Linked DNA regions of Zea mays: region 1 is linked to region 2. Evidence: chromatin contacts called from public Hi-C data. All regions are on one chromosome and are shown on one strand. The core of a region is the stretch at or near the end of the contact, and the rest is flanking DNA. Distances in the headings are between cores, read along the strand shown. Region 1 holds the start of LOC103635404 (calcium-dependent protein kinase 1). Region 2 has its middle 150 kb from the start of LOC100383493.

Region 1 (5,926 bases), core at 3,268-5,767, 430 kb after region 2:
TCTCCTATGCGCAGGCCGCTGCAGTTCAACAGGAGCACCAGTTCTGATACTACGCAGAAGGTTGGCGCTAAGGTAAGCTTGAATATGACACGATCTGTCTCTCTCCCTCTTTTTTTTTAAAAAAAAAGGTGTCATTGTGCATGCTTTGCGATTTGTTTATTTTACTTGTAGATTAATACGACATACATTTTCTTCAGAACATATCTGGTGTAAAGGAACTTTCAACATTCCATTCCTTCGACAACCCCAAAGGTCGTGCGATCCAAAAGGCCCCTGTTGGCACTAAAAGCATGCTGGCGGCTCTCTTCATCAGACACAAATCGTCCAAGGCGAAAAGGATCGCAGTTCGCTGACGAGCGGGGGCCGGGTGGGGGGCGGCGACAGCACTGTAAATTTCATTCTGTGGAGGACCGGAAGCCTGTTAATTGTACATCTGGCCTATCGTTATGTGTTGGGGCAGAGTCTGTAGCCGTATTTCATTTCAGAATATGACATCTTGCAGGTGACCGAAATGTAATGATTTCGCATAATCTCATCTTGGCATTCAGCATAAATAAATGCATCTTGGAAATAGCCTTTCAGAGTTGTTGTTTTTTTTCCTGTTCTGGAAGGGCTCGTTTCAAACCTGCTCACTGTCCAAGAGGTTTTGGCATGTACACAGGAGTCATGTGTTCCGTTCTTGAAAAGGGGGCAGTGGGCGATTACGATTTGCTCCTGTCAGTTGGAGAAAGCATCGACATTAAATGATCCGCTGACCAAAGAGAAAAGAAAAAAAAGAGGATCACAAGGCACATCGCATTACTTTTCGCCTGGTATATGATAATTTGGAACTGTTTTACAAGTCCGTTTCTCTTACATAAAAGATCCAGAGGCAGGAAACATAGACCACACGACACACCTCATTAAAGATAACTTGGAAAGATCGTAGGATGAGATGGTCGAAAATGGAAGCAACACAAAGGCAATCACCCATGACTGATGACTTGTCCAAAGTCTGTAATATCATTGCACATATGCCCAGGCTGAATCCCACTTTCGAGTATCAGTTGCTCTCCCCTCTGACCGCGGAAAAATATATCTTAGAAGTCTTTCTTTTTTCCAATTAAATGTAGGAGATGAGCCTTAAAACATGCGCCTCCGATTTGGAACAATCTCGGGGCTATTATTCTTCATCATGGCAACAAACTCCTGGTAGTTGATTCTCCCATCCTAAGTAGTAAAACCAAAGGACATATAACACTTAGCAATTCATGTAAATTTAAATACCAAACATCACAATTAATTCACTCGTCATGAGTCTTTTCTTATCAATGTGAGCCGTATGGTTCAAACTTCAAACAGTTAAGCGAAGACCCAATAACATGATGGTTTAGCTAACCAGGAAATGTCAGTGAAGACAGTGATTTCCTTGATTACTAGTTAAACAAGTTGAACCACTGTTCAGACTCAAGGAGCTTGTTATTGGTTTTTAAATAAATTTTGTTACTTTATTGCATTAAAAAACACCAGTTTTTTTTAAAACGAAATCTCCTTGAACGTGCCAAAAGTCTACAAGATCAAAACGGTGATAAGTGCTTTTGTATGAAACAACAACAAGTGAGATTATTTTGAATCTTGGAATTACTCACGTGATCTGTGTCTACTTCAGCAATAATTTCTTTAACTGTTGCCTCATCGCCCATATCATACTTCTTCAAAGCTTCTTCCAACTCATCAACTGTAATGTGCCTGTACATGAATGTACAAGCGACAAACAAAGTTAATGTTAAAGGTGAAAAGTAACGAAAAGGTGGAGTTCGGAGTGAAATTACCCGCTATGATCCTTGTCAAAATACTCGAATGCTTTAAATATATGATCCTCCTTCTCTAGTCTATTCATGTGCATTGTTGCTGATATAAATTCAACATAATCAATGGTGCCATTCCCATCAACATCAGCCTGTTCATGAATGGAAAACAGTTAACAAGAATGGTTCTGAAGATAATGAACAAGAGCTGGAACGAAAAGCGCTGGATCTGTCAAACTATTAGAATGTGAAAGGTTCAACTTCACAGAACGTCATCATACCGACTAAAGTCATATCATATATTTTATTTCCTCCCTTATCAATTAAGAGCACATCAACTACAACCCTCTTGTGCACCACTGGCATTTTCACATAACAGGTAGTTGCATCACATTATGTGAATAGCGGAAGCATTACAATTTAAGGCAATATGGCTACAAGATAAGAGCTTACTGCTTCCATCAACTGCCTTATTTCTGATTCAGAGATTTTGGTGCCGAGCTTTGGTAAACCAGCTCTCAATTCTTCCAGCGTTATTGTCCCACTGTTGTCAGTATCCAGGGATTTGAACATTTCCTTCAAGCCCACGATCTCTTCCTCTGACAAGTTCTCAGCAACAACCTGATTGTAGCAGAGGCGATGTTAACATGTATCGTGTTTAATTAAGGACCAGAGTGCTAAAAAAGAGAGAAACAGTAACAAAAACCCATAAGCTCCATTTACCTTCAAGGCAACCTTCTTAAGCTTGTTCATGGCCCGGAACTGCTTCATTCTGCTTATTACTGTTATGTCTAGTGGCTTGTCTGGGGCCTCTCCATCCTCTCTAATCCATGGATGGTCTGTGTGCTTAATGTATTAGATTGAGGCACTATATGCAAACAGAGCAAGAATGAAAGCTCGTTTTGCAAAGAGAGCATAAAAAAGCTTTTATACAGAAGAAGATAAATCGGCAGTGCACCGAGTTTGGCGATAGAGGTAGCGAACACTTACTCAAAATTTCAGCAGCAGTAAGCCGCTCCTTGGGGTCTTGGCGCAGCATCTTCTTGACCAAATCTTTTGCGCTATTCGATATGGAAGGCCAGGGATCAGATGCGAAGTCAATATGACCTCGCAAAACAGCATCAAATATGCCATCCTCGTTCTCTGGTAAAACCAAAACCAGGGGAGAAAGAAGACAGAGCATCGGTGGCATGTTAGTAAGGGGATAATGGCATTGGCATCAAGATGTGGCTGGCTGGCTGGTTTATGCAACAGGGAGCAGAGAAACGTACCGGCCCAGAAAGGAGGGACGCCGGATAGCAGGATGTAGAGGATAACTCCGGCACTCCATATGTCTGCCTCAGCTCCGTATCGCCGCTTGAGCACCTCTGGGGCGACGTAGTAAGCGCTGCCGACAAGATCCCTGAACTGCTCGCCTGCATTGCAATCGATCATCGATCGTTTTCAGTTTCAGTTGAGTTGGACACAGTACAGATGAGTGGGAGCTGAATCGCTGAGACCAAATCAAACAACAATCATTCCTCCTCTAGACTCTAGTTAAAGCACGAGTCAATCAAACAGCAAAGTTTCCTCCTCTTGGTATCTGCTGGATTCCCACATGAGGATAAGGAAGAGGATGAGCGTCTGTCTATGGAATCGAAGCAGAATCATACATAGCGAGTAGGACTGAAATCGAATGGGCATCCGAGACTGATGGATTTCCAAAACGGTGAATAGTAGTAGTAGTGAAGACTGAAGAGCAAAAGGGAATAGATAGGTTAGGTACCGGGCTTGAAGAAGACGGAGAGTCCGAAATCCGTGGCCTTGAGCGGCGAGTCCTCCCTCTTGTTAAGGAAGAGGAAGTTTTCGGGCTTGAGGTCCCGATGCATGACCCCCATGGAGTGGCAGCTGTGGACGACGGAGACGATCTCCCTGCAGAGGGCGGCGGCGGCACGCTCGGAGTAGTGCCCCCTCGCGATGATGCGGTCGAAGAGCTCCCCACCCTCGCACAGCTCCATGACGAGGTTGACGGAGTGGCGGTCCTCGTAGGCGCCCCGGAGCTCGACGATGCTGCGGTGGCCCGTGAGGTGGTGCATGATCTGCACCTCCCGGCGGACGTCGTCGACGTCGTCGCTGTGCGCGAGCTTCCGCGTCGCGATGGACTTGCACGCGTACCGGCGGCCGGTGGGCTTGTGCGTGGCCAGGTAGGTGACGCCGAACTGGCCCCGGCCCAGCTCCCGGCCGAACGTGTAGGACGCGCGCACGTCCTCCATCGGCCGGCCCAGCACGCGGCCGACGGTGGCCGCGCCCGGGGCGGCGGGGGAGGCGGCGGGGGGAGCCTGGTGTGGCGGCGGAGGACGTGGAGGTGGGGGCTGCTGCTGCTGCTTGGGCTTGTTGGGGCGGTTGTTGGGGTGCTGCTGGCCCTGCTGCTGCTTGGGCGGCGGCCGAGGAGGAGGGTGAGAAGACTGGTCGTGCGGCTGCGCGCGGTGGCGGGAGGCGCGGCCGCCCATGGCGCGCGAGCGAGTGTGATCAGGAGATGGGGAAGAGGCCCGAGGGAGGGGCGGAAGAGGATTGGGGGCAGGAGGAGGGGACTGGGAGGAGCATGAGCAGCTGAGGTGGAGGAGGAAGACGAGGAGGAAGCTGCATTGCTAGTTGCTACTGCCTTTGGTCTGGTCAGGGGGTGGGAAGGGGATTTGCGCGTGGACGAGTGGAGACGCACGGGTCGGCGGGCGACTGGTCTCCGTCCCTCTCCACGGACGCACGAACGCGGTGGGTTTTTTTATTTCTATTTTTTAAAACAAAATTTAAAACTAATTATTTTGGTAGAGTTTTTTAACTAACGTGTTTGATGGCGCCAATCTTTATAGAGTTCATACTGCTCTGCCTCGTCACTTAATCCCTCAAAGCCTTTTTTTTTTTGCTATATTTATCTTATCACCATACTCAAATCACAACATAATAAGCATATATTAAAAAACATTTATTCAATATGATCCTTAATTGAATATTTTCTTTACATGAATGTTAAGATCAATCAAGGTTTAATTTAATTCACATGATTTTATTTATATGAATCCACATCGATATGGTCAAGGCAATTCATAGTTTTTTTATACCCTCTTTATTTTGGCTTGACATTTTTAATATTCATCTCAACATCTATAATCATAAAGTAAGTTCAGTCCAAAACAGTGAATGCATAGGTATGAATAGGGCTATATCCCTTTGTACTTTTATGCCACACCTGAATTTAAGAGATAAAGACGAGTGTGTCTCATATGTACGTCAAAGAAGAACATCACATATAATGACAAAGTATATAGAGATAAATGCCACAAGTATTATTATTACATAGCGGAAGTCTTACAAAAATAAATGATAACAATAAGACGAACTAAATAGTTATTCCTTGTCGCCATCAAGCTGACACGGAGACGCCACCTAGATCAACTCGTACTCCTCCGTATAGGGCGGCTCCTCTTGGTCCACATGCTCTTCACCTATGGAGGGTTTATATATCGCAAGAGTGAGCTCACAAAAGATCATAGCTCAACAAGTTGTGGGGAATAATGTGCATGAACTCACCAAAGGTGGGAGTTCATGTGAACTGTAAGGCTAACCGACAAATAAGGGTTTAAAGCTGAGCATTGCTTTTAATAAGTTAGTCAAGTTTTATTAGCATTTACTAAATGTAAGTAAATACCAAACCAGAGTAATAATAGATCAAACTAATAATAAACCACAATGCGATGCAAATGACAAATTGAATTTAATTTCATAAATTAATCATGTGAGTGTTCGAGCCGCTCATGACCGTGAGCATGGCTGATATACCAGTTTTACACTTGCAGATGTTGCGCATCTTTACCCACAAGTCATGTTACCCATCTGCCAAGGGATCACGACTTCCCATACACCTCTACCAAGAAAGCGAGGTAGGGTAACACTACGAGGCCTTTACAAAGTTCCACTAGCTTCAAAAAACCCTCTACAGTTCTAGGAAGCTCCAATGCAGGGATCCCTCGCCTGACCGTCATCGCAGCAAAATCAACCCAAAGGACCTCCCTACACGGACCACTCCCCTACTGCCCTTGCCCCTTTCGGGTAAGGTAGTCATCCACTAACTTTCCTAATTAATCAGCCAAGGGCGTCCCATACAA
Region 2 (6,383 bases), core at 2,633-5,132:
AACTGTTGATTGTGTTTTCCTTGGGTATGCTTTCCACAGCATTGGATATAGGTTTTTAATTATAAACTCTGGAGTACCGGACATGTTGGTTGGTACAATTATGGAGTCCAGAGATGCTACGTTTTTTGAGGACGAATTTCCCATGAAAGCTACACATGATACGTCTAATGATGAACCAACGATACCCCATGAGCATTTTATTCCGGTAGAACACACTGAGGAATCCCATATACATAATCATGTGGAAAATGACAATGTATCAACTCGAAAGAGTAAGAGACCAAGGATTGCAAAGTCCTTTGGTGATGATTACATTGTATATCTTGTGGATGACACACCAAGTACCATTGAAGAGGCATATTCCTCTCCTGATGCTGACTTTTGGAAGGAAGCAATAAGGAATGAGATGGATTCTATTATGTCTAATGCAACTTGGGAGGTAGTTGAGCGTCCTTATGGGTGTAAGCCCATTGGAAGTAAATGGGTGTTCAAGAAAAAACTTAGGCCTGATGGTACTATTGAAAGGTACAAGGCGAGGCTTGTAATTAAAGGCTATTCACAGAAGGAAGGTGAGGATTTCTTTGATACTTATTCACCTGTGGCTCGATTGACCACAATTCGTGTGCTACTTTCTTTGGCTGCCTCTCATGGTCTACTCGTCCATCAAATGGATGTTAAGACAACATTCCTAAATGGAGAGCTAGATGAGGAAATTTACATGGAGCAGCCAGCTGGGTTTGTAGCAAACGGTCAAGAAGGCATGGTGTGTAAATTATTGAAATCTTTATATGGCCTAAAACAAGCACCTAAGCAATGGCATGAAAAGTTCGATAGAACTTTGACATCTGCCGGTTTTGTTGTGAACGAAGCAGACAAGTGTGTATACTATCGGTATGGTGGGGGCGAGGGAGTAATTTTATGCCTATATGTTGATGACATTCTAATCTTGGGGACGAGTCTTGATGTGATTAAAGAGACAAAAGACTTTCTGTCTAATAATTTTGAAATGAAAGATTTGGGAGAAGCTGATGTTATTCTTAACATTAAGCTACTCAGAGAAGGCATTGGTGGGATCACACTTGTGCAATCCCATTATGTGGAAAAGATTTTGAGTCGCTTTGGTTTTAGCGAATGTGAACCTGCTCCAACGCCTTATGATCCTAGTAAGCTATTAAAGAAAAATCGAAGGATAGCTAGGGATCAATTGAGATATTCCCAAATAATTGGTTCACTCATGTATTTAGCTAGCGCTACGAGGCCTGACATCTCATTTGCTGTGAGCAAACTTAGTCGATTTGTTTCAAATCCGGGAGATGATCACTGGCGTGCTCTTGAGAGAGTTTTGCGCTATCTAAAGGGTACTATGAGTTTAGGCATCCATTATACCGGGTACCCAACAGTTCTGGAGGGTTATTGTGATGCAAACTGGATATCTGATGCTGATGAGATATATGCCACAAGTGGATATGTGTTTTCACTTGGAGGTGGTGCTGTTTCATGGAAGTCTTGCAAGCAGACCATCTTAACGAGGTCGACTATGGAAGCAGAACTCACAGCATTAGATACCGCTTCAGTTGAGGCTGAGTGGCTTCGTGAACTCCTTATGGATTTACCGGTGGTTGAAAAACCTGTGCCGGCTATTTCCATGAACTGTGATAATCAGACTGTGATAATTAAGATAAACAGTTCTAAGGATAATATGAAGTCGACAAGGCACATAAAGAGGCGTTTGAAATCTGTCAGGAAATTGAGAAACTCCGGAGTAATAGCGTTGGATTATGTCCATACGTCTAAAAATCTGGCAGATCAATTTACTAAGGGGCTATCACGTAGTGTGATAGATAGTGCATCAAGTGAGATGGGCATGAGACCCACCTAAAGTTTATCATAGTGGTAACCTGTTCTATGTGATCGGAGATCCCGTGAATTAGAATGGTGAAACAAGCTAGTGGTAGACTGAGAGGAAAGACCCTTAATAAGGCTCATTTCAGATGCATATCTTTCCTTACTGTAAGGTAGGTTGGTGTTTACACCTTAATATGTTCCAAGTGGCTTTGTGAAGCAAAGATGTTGTCCTACAGAACATCTTTAGAGGAACATACCTATATGGGTTAACTGCTAGTCACAGTTTATGAGATCTGGGTGGTTTCTAGATACCCATGAAAGGCTATGGAGTTTGACTTATATGCTCCAACCAGAGGGGATGCGTTTAGCAATCTAGTACTGGTAAAGAGTTTAGATGAAACTCATTCCACGCAAAACTGCCAATTCAAGGCCTAGTCCATTGTGCAGTTGTGGTCAAGTGTAGTCTAAGTTCTAGGTGGATGTTCAACTTAATAGTCTCCATCGAAACACCAGTATATCAAACGTTTGAGATGATGAGAGCTTTTTTGTGTGACTTAGCATTTGGTGGGGATTGTTGGATTAATGTGGGCTTGGCCCAAATTAATATTCAATAATAGTCAATGCTAATGGCCCACTTTAATGCTATGGTGTACTAATTATTTAGTACCATATTGGAAGTTCAAAGGACAAATCAATCAACTTAAATAGGTGGACCATTGGTGCATCTATTGAGAAGTTGAGAAAAGGATGAAGGACTGCCACACGCGCGCGCGCGCCGCCGCCGCCGCCGGCTCGTGGCTGTAGATCGGACCTTGGTCCGAATATTCCTTTCAAACGGTTTCGCATTTTGCCTGGAGCGATGACCGTCATGATAACCGTCTGTTTCCTGTCTTATGGCTAGTAACGGACGTCAGTTACTGTCGTCAGTTTCTAGTTCTAATGCGCGACCGTTTCTGTCCGTTGTTCTTCTCCCTCCTTCTGACCGCCTATAAGAATAGAGAGGGAGGGCTCTTCCAGTTATGCGAATTATCTCACGCGAATTGCAAACAACACATTCCCGTCCCATCTTCTGCGAGCACAGAGAGAGTGGGAGAGCAGGCCTCCGAAATCACCGACCGCAGAGATACACTTGCACGGGTGTGCGGGCGATCAGATTTTTGGGGAGCGTCTTCGCGACTGCTCGCGTGACCTGTTTGTCCAGCTGCTTCGTTCACAGCTTGCTGTTCGTCGCCTTCCCGAGTTGACGCGTGCTGCTGTTCTTCTTCCCGGCGACCGTTCGAGGGACTGCACAGCGTACATCTTCCTGCACCGACTTCGTACGGCTACATCGAACAAACACACGAGATGTCTCGTGTGAATGGAGCCACTGATGCCTTGAGCATCGGTCCCTCCGCTGGGTACACTCTGTTCTTCGTATTTGTGCATGTTTCATTGCTGTTTACTGCTTATGCGAGTAGTTATACACACATGCACATACATGTCATCACATATATCGCACTGTTTTTCTGGATTAAATTAAAACTAAAAATGCCTAACTTTCTAACAGAGTGTCCGAAAAGAACACTCGGTAAAATATTTGGCACTCGCTAAAGAGCCGAATTCCGGTAGTGAATAGAGAGGTGACCGGTCATTTGGAGCATTGTGCTAGTTTAAAATAATCTGGAAGTGATAGGACTATTGCTTACCAACTGACAGTGCATCAACCACACTTCACCACATGTAACTTTGCTGACAATATCTCTGGGAGCACCAAAATCTGTGCGACGTTTGAAAAGAGATGGAGGGGCAGTGCACTGCACTGTACGTGCGTGTCGCGCTCTCACTCTAGGGCCACTGCACAAGCTAAGCTTCTGACTCACTGCGGCATGCCACGATGGAGTGAGTGGTGCACAATTTACCAGCCTCGACATGCATCCTCCACCCAATCACAATTCACAACATAAAAAATGTGACGTTTAGGTTTTAGGTCGTGTGCTGGCTGGTGCACGTGCTACCTACCTCTCTCGTCCTCCTTCCATGCCATGCATGCACGGGCATGATTATTGGGATGGAGGCCCACCCACCACGGATGAAATCGGGCCGGCCGGGCCTCTTCATGGCACTAGCACTACCATTGGTTTTGGTTCGATTGCTTATTGGGCCACTGACACTACCATTGGTTTGCACCAGCACGGATGCAAAATCCAAGGGCTACTTGTATTCGTCAGGCAGCCATGATGATAACGACTGTCTGGAGATCGGCGGGTGTGGTGTGGTGTGGTGTGCTGCCCTAGCTACGGCTCTCTGCTGCGACGGCGGATCGCTAGCGTCGTCTGATACGGAGGAGGCTCCGCCGTGCCTGGAGTCTGGAGACGGCAAAGACGAGGTCCTTGACGCCATCGCCGGAGGCGCGGAGGTGCGCGAGGATCTTGCCGAACTTCGCCCTGGGCCGCTGCGTGACGGCGATGTTGGAACCGGACCGCCGACACACGGCGTGTCCGTCCGGGCCGCCCGCACACACGGCGCGGCCACCCAGGTTGTCGGGCCGCGACACACGCGCCCGCACGTATAGCAGCGGGCTTTAGGTCTCTTGGGCCAACACTCCCCCAAAAAGCTAGCCTGTCAGAGGGTTGCGCCCTTAACCTTATAAACCATGCTATCACACTCTCACCACACAATGTGGGACTATTCCCAACAATCTCCCCCTCACACATTGTGAGCCGAGATTTGTCTGAGAATGCACTGGGCCAACCTGGCTCTGATACCAATTGTTGGAACCGGACTGCCGACACACGGCGTGTCCGTCGGGGCCGCCCGCACACACGGCGCGCCCACCCAGGCTGTCGGGCCGCGACACACGCGCCCGCACGTATAGCAGCGGGCTTTAGGTCTCTTGGGCCAACACTCCCCCAAAAAGCTAGCCTGTCAGAGGGTTGCGCCCTTAACCTTATAAACCATGCTATCACACTCTCACCACACAATGTGGGACTATTCCCAACAGGCGATGGACATACACGTCGTTGGGGAACAGGTCCTTGCGCACGAACGCGCGGTACATGGTGGTCACCAGCACGCCAGCGACGGTGACGGTGGCCACCCCGGACAGCCCCACGGCCAGCGCCCGGGTGAGTACGTTGGTCACCGCAGACGCGTACACGGCCGTCGCGATGGCCACGCTCGTCATCGGGAACGTGTACGCCCACCATATGCCAGCGAGAAGCGGACGCCTCGGAACAGGTTGAGGCGCACCACCAGCGACATGTAGAGGAAGAGGGATGTGAAGTAGAAGATCTTGGCCACGTAGTTGAAGTCGCCGCACAGCCTTGCCCAGCCGACGGACGCGATGCTAGGCGCGGCGATGAAGAGGATGAAGACCGGGTGGAGCTCCCCTGGGAAGCTACGCGTTGGTGGGGAGCCTCTGGTACAGCGTCACGAACAGCACCAGGTAGTGCATCACCCCGACGGCGAAGAAGAAGATGGGCACCTCGCGGAGCCCCATCTTGGCGCCCAGCAGCGTGCCCAAGAAGTTGCCCACCACAACGAGGTGGTTGGTCGGGGTGGCCACCTTGGACAGCCGCCGGTCCCGGACATCCACTGCCTGTAGATCTTGAGGTCCAGGAGGAAGATGGGCGTCATTGAGTATTGCAATAACTATAATCATTAGTTCATAGAGAGAAGGGTGTTTGTTTTCATTACCATACGATTGTTTTATTGTGGTATAAGTTGCAACTGAATATATTGAATAAGAAACGCACCAAATATGTTCTCTGTTACAAAGAGATTTGGAAAGGGAAAGGCGGTTAACCGTTTGTACCATGGGACCGAAGCCAACTGCATTAGTGAGTTGCGTATGCGTAAATTTGTTTTTCACAGTTTATGTGGTCATTTAAGGACCCATGGACTTTTAGTGGACTCTATCAATGTCTCAATTGAAGAACGGGTAGCCATGTTTATGAAATTTGTTGGCCATTGATGCATAGATATAGATCTGTTTGTTTTGAATTATTGCGGTCTAGAGAGACAGAGAGACAGTTAGTAGGTAGTTTAATGTTGTTTTAGATGCTCTATGTGTCCTATCACGTGACCTCATTTACCATGAGATCCATAGAGACTCATCCAAAGATTTCTAATAGCTCGGGAAGGTTTCATCCATATTCTGAGGTAAGATATATATATAATTGAATCCATCCTTATATCACCCTTTAACATGTACTAATAAAATTATGTTTTTTCATTGTTGTTAGACATGTATTAGAGCACTTGATGGCACACATGTACCAACATGGGTTCCTATATATATACAAGATAGGTTCAGGGGTAGAAAACACTACCCAACACAGAATGTATTAACTGCGGTGGACTTTGATCTTAGGTTTACGTATGCGTGGGCAGGATGGGAAGGATCAGCTCATGAAGTCATGATTCTTTCGTGCTCCAAGACACTCTGTGACACCCTTGGGGCTTAAAAATTCTTGAAGGTATTGGTAAAGTCATAAATATATACCAAATTTTTGCTTTCAAATGCATAGCTAATTATAGTAAAATCCAATTGTAGGTCA

The links. Hi-C and Micro-C count contacts between places; a contact is called where the count stands out from the background.
Region 1: a Hi-C map of leaf shows a contact between it and region 2, with 3 times the contacts expected there. The contact joins the promoter of LOC103635404 here to the enhancer-like site in region 2. A contact is called at or near these places in 2 of 25 Hi-C or Micro-C datasets (both in leaf).

Annotation. Positions count from the first base shown.
Region 1 is chr8:77,162,641-77,168,566 of Zm-B73-REFERENCE-NAM-5.0, forward strand. LOC103635404 (calcium-dependent protein kinase 1) reads right to left here and starts at 4,518. Exons shown (of 8, transcript XM_008657859.3): 1 at 3,553-4,518; 2 at 3,059-3,202; 3 at 2,778-2,930; 4 at 2,511-2,626; 5 at 2,241-2,408; 6 at 1,812-1,939; 7 at 1,629-1,728; 8 at 769-1,209. The coding sequence starts at 4,276. The coding sequence ends at 1,123. LOC103635403 (probable protein ABIL4) reads left to right here. Exons shown (of 9, transcript XM_008657858.4): 8 at 1-72; 9 at 198-573. The coding sequence ends at 353.
Region 2 is chr8:76,729,444-76,735,826 of Zm-B73-REFERENCE-NAM-5.0, forward strand. It overlaps the pseudogene LOC103637028. Among protein-coding and RNA genes, the nearest start is that of LOC100383493, 150 kb to the left of the region's middle. Within about 2 kb of position 3,883, at least 17 of the 20 cell types and tissues checked have an H3K27ac peak or open chromatin away from gene starts, as enhancers often do. A contact at or near this core is called in leaf, where this site is marked.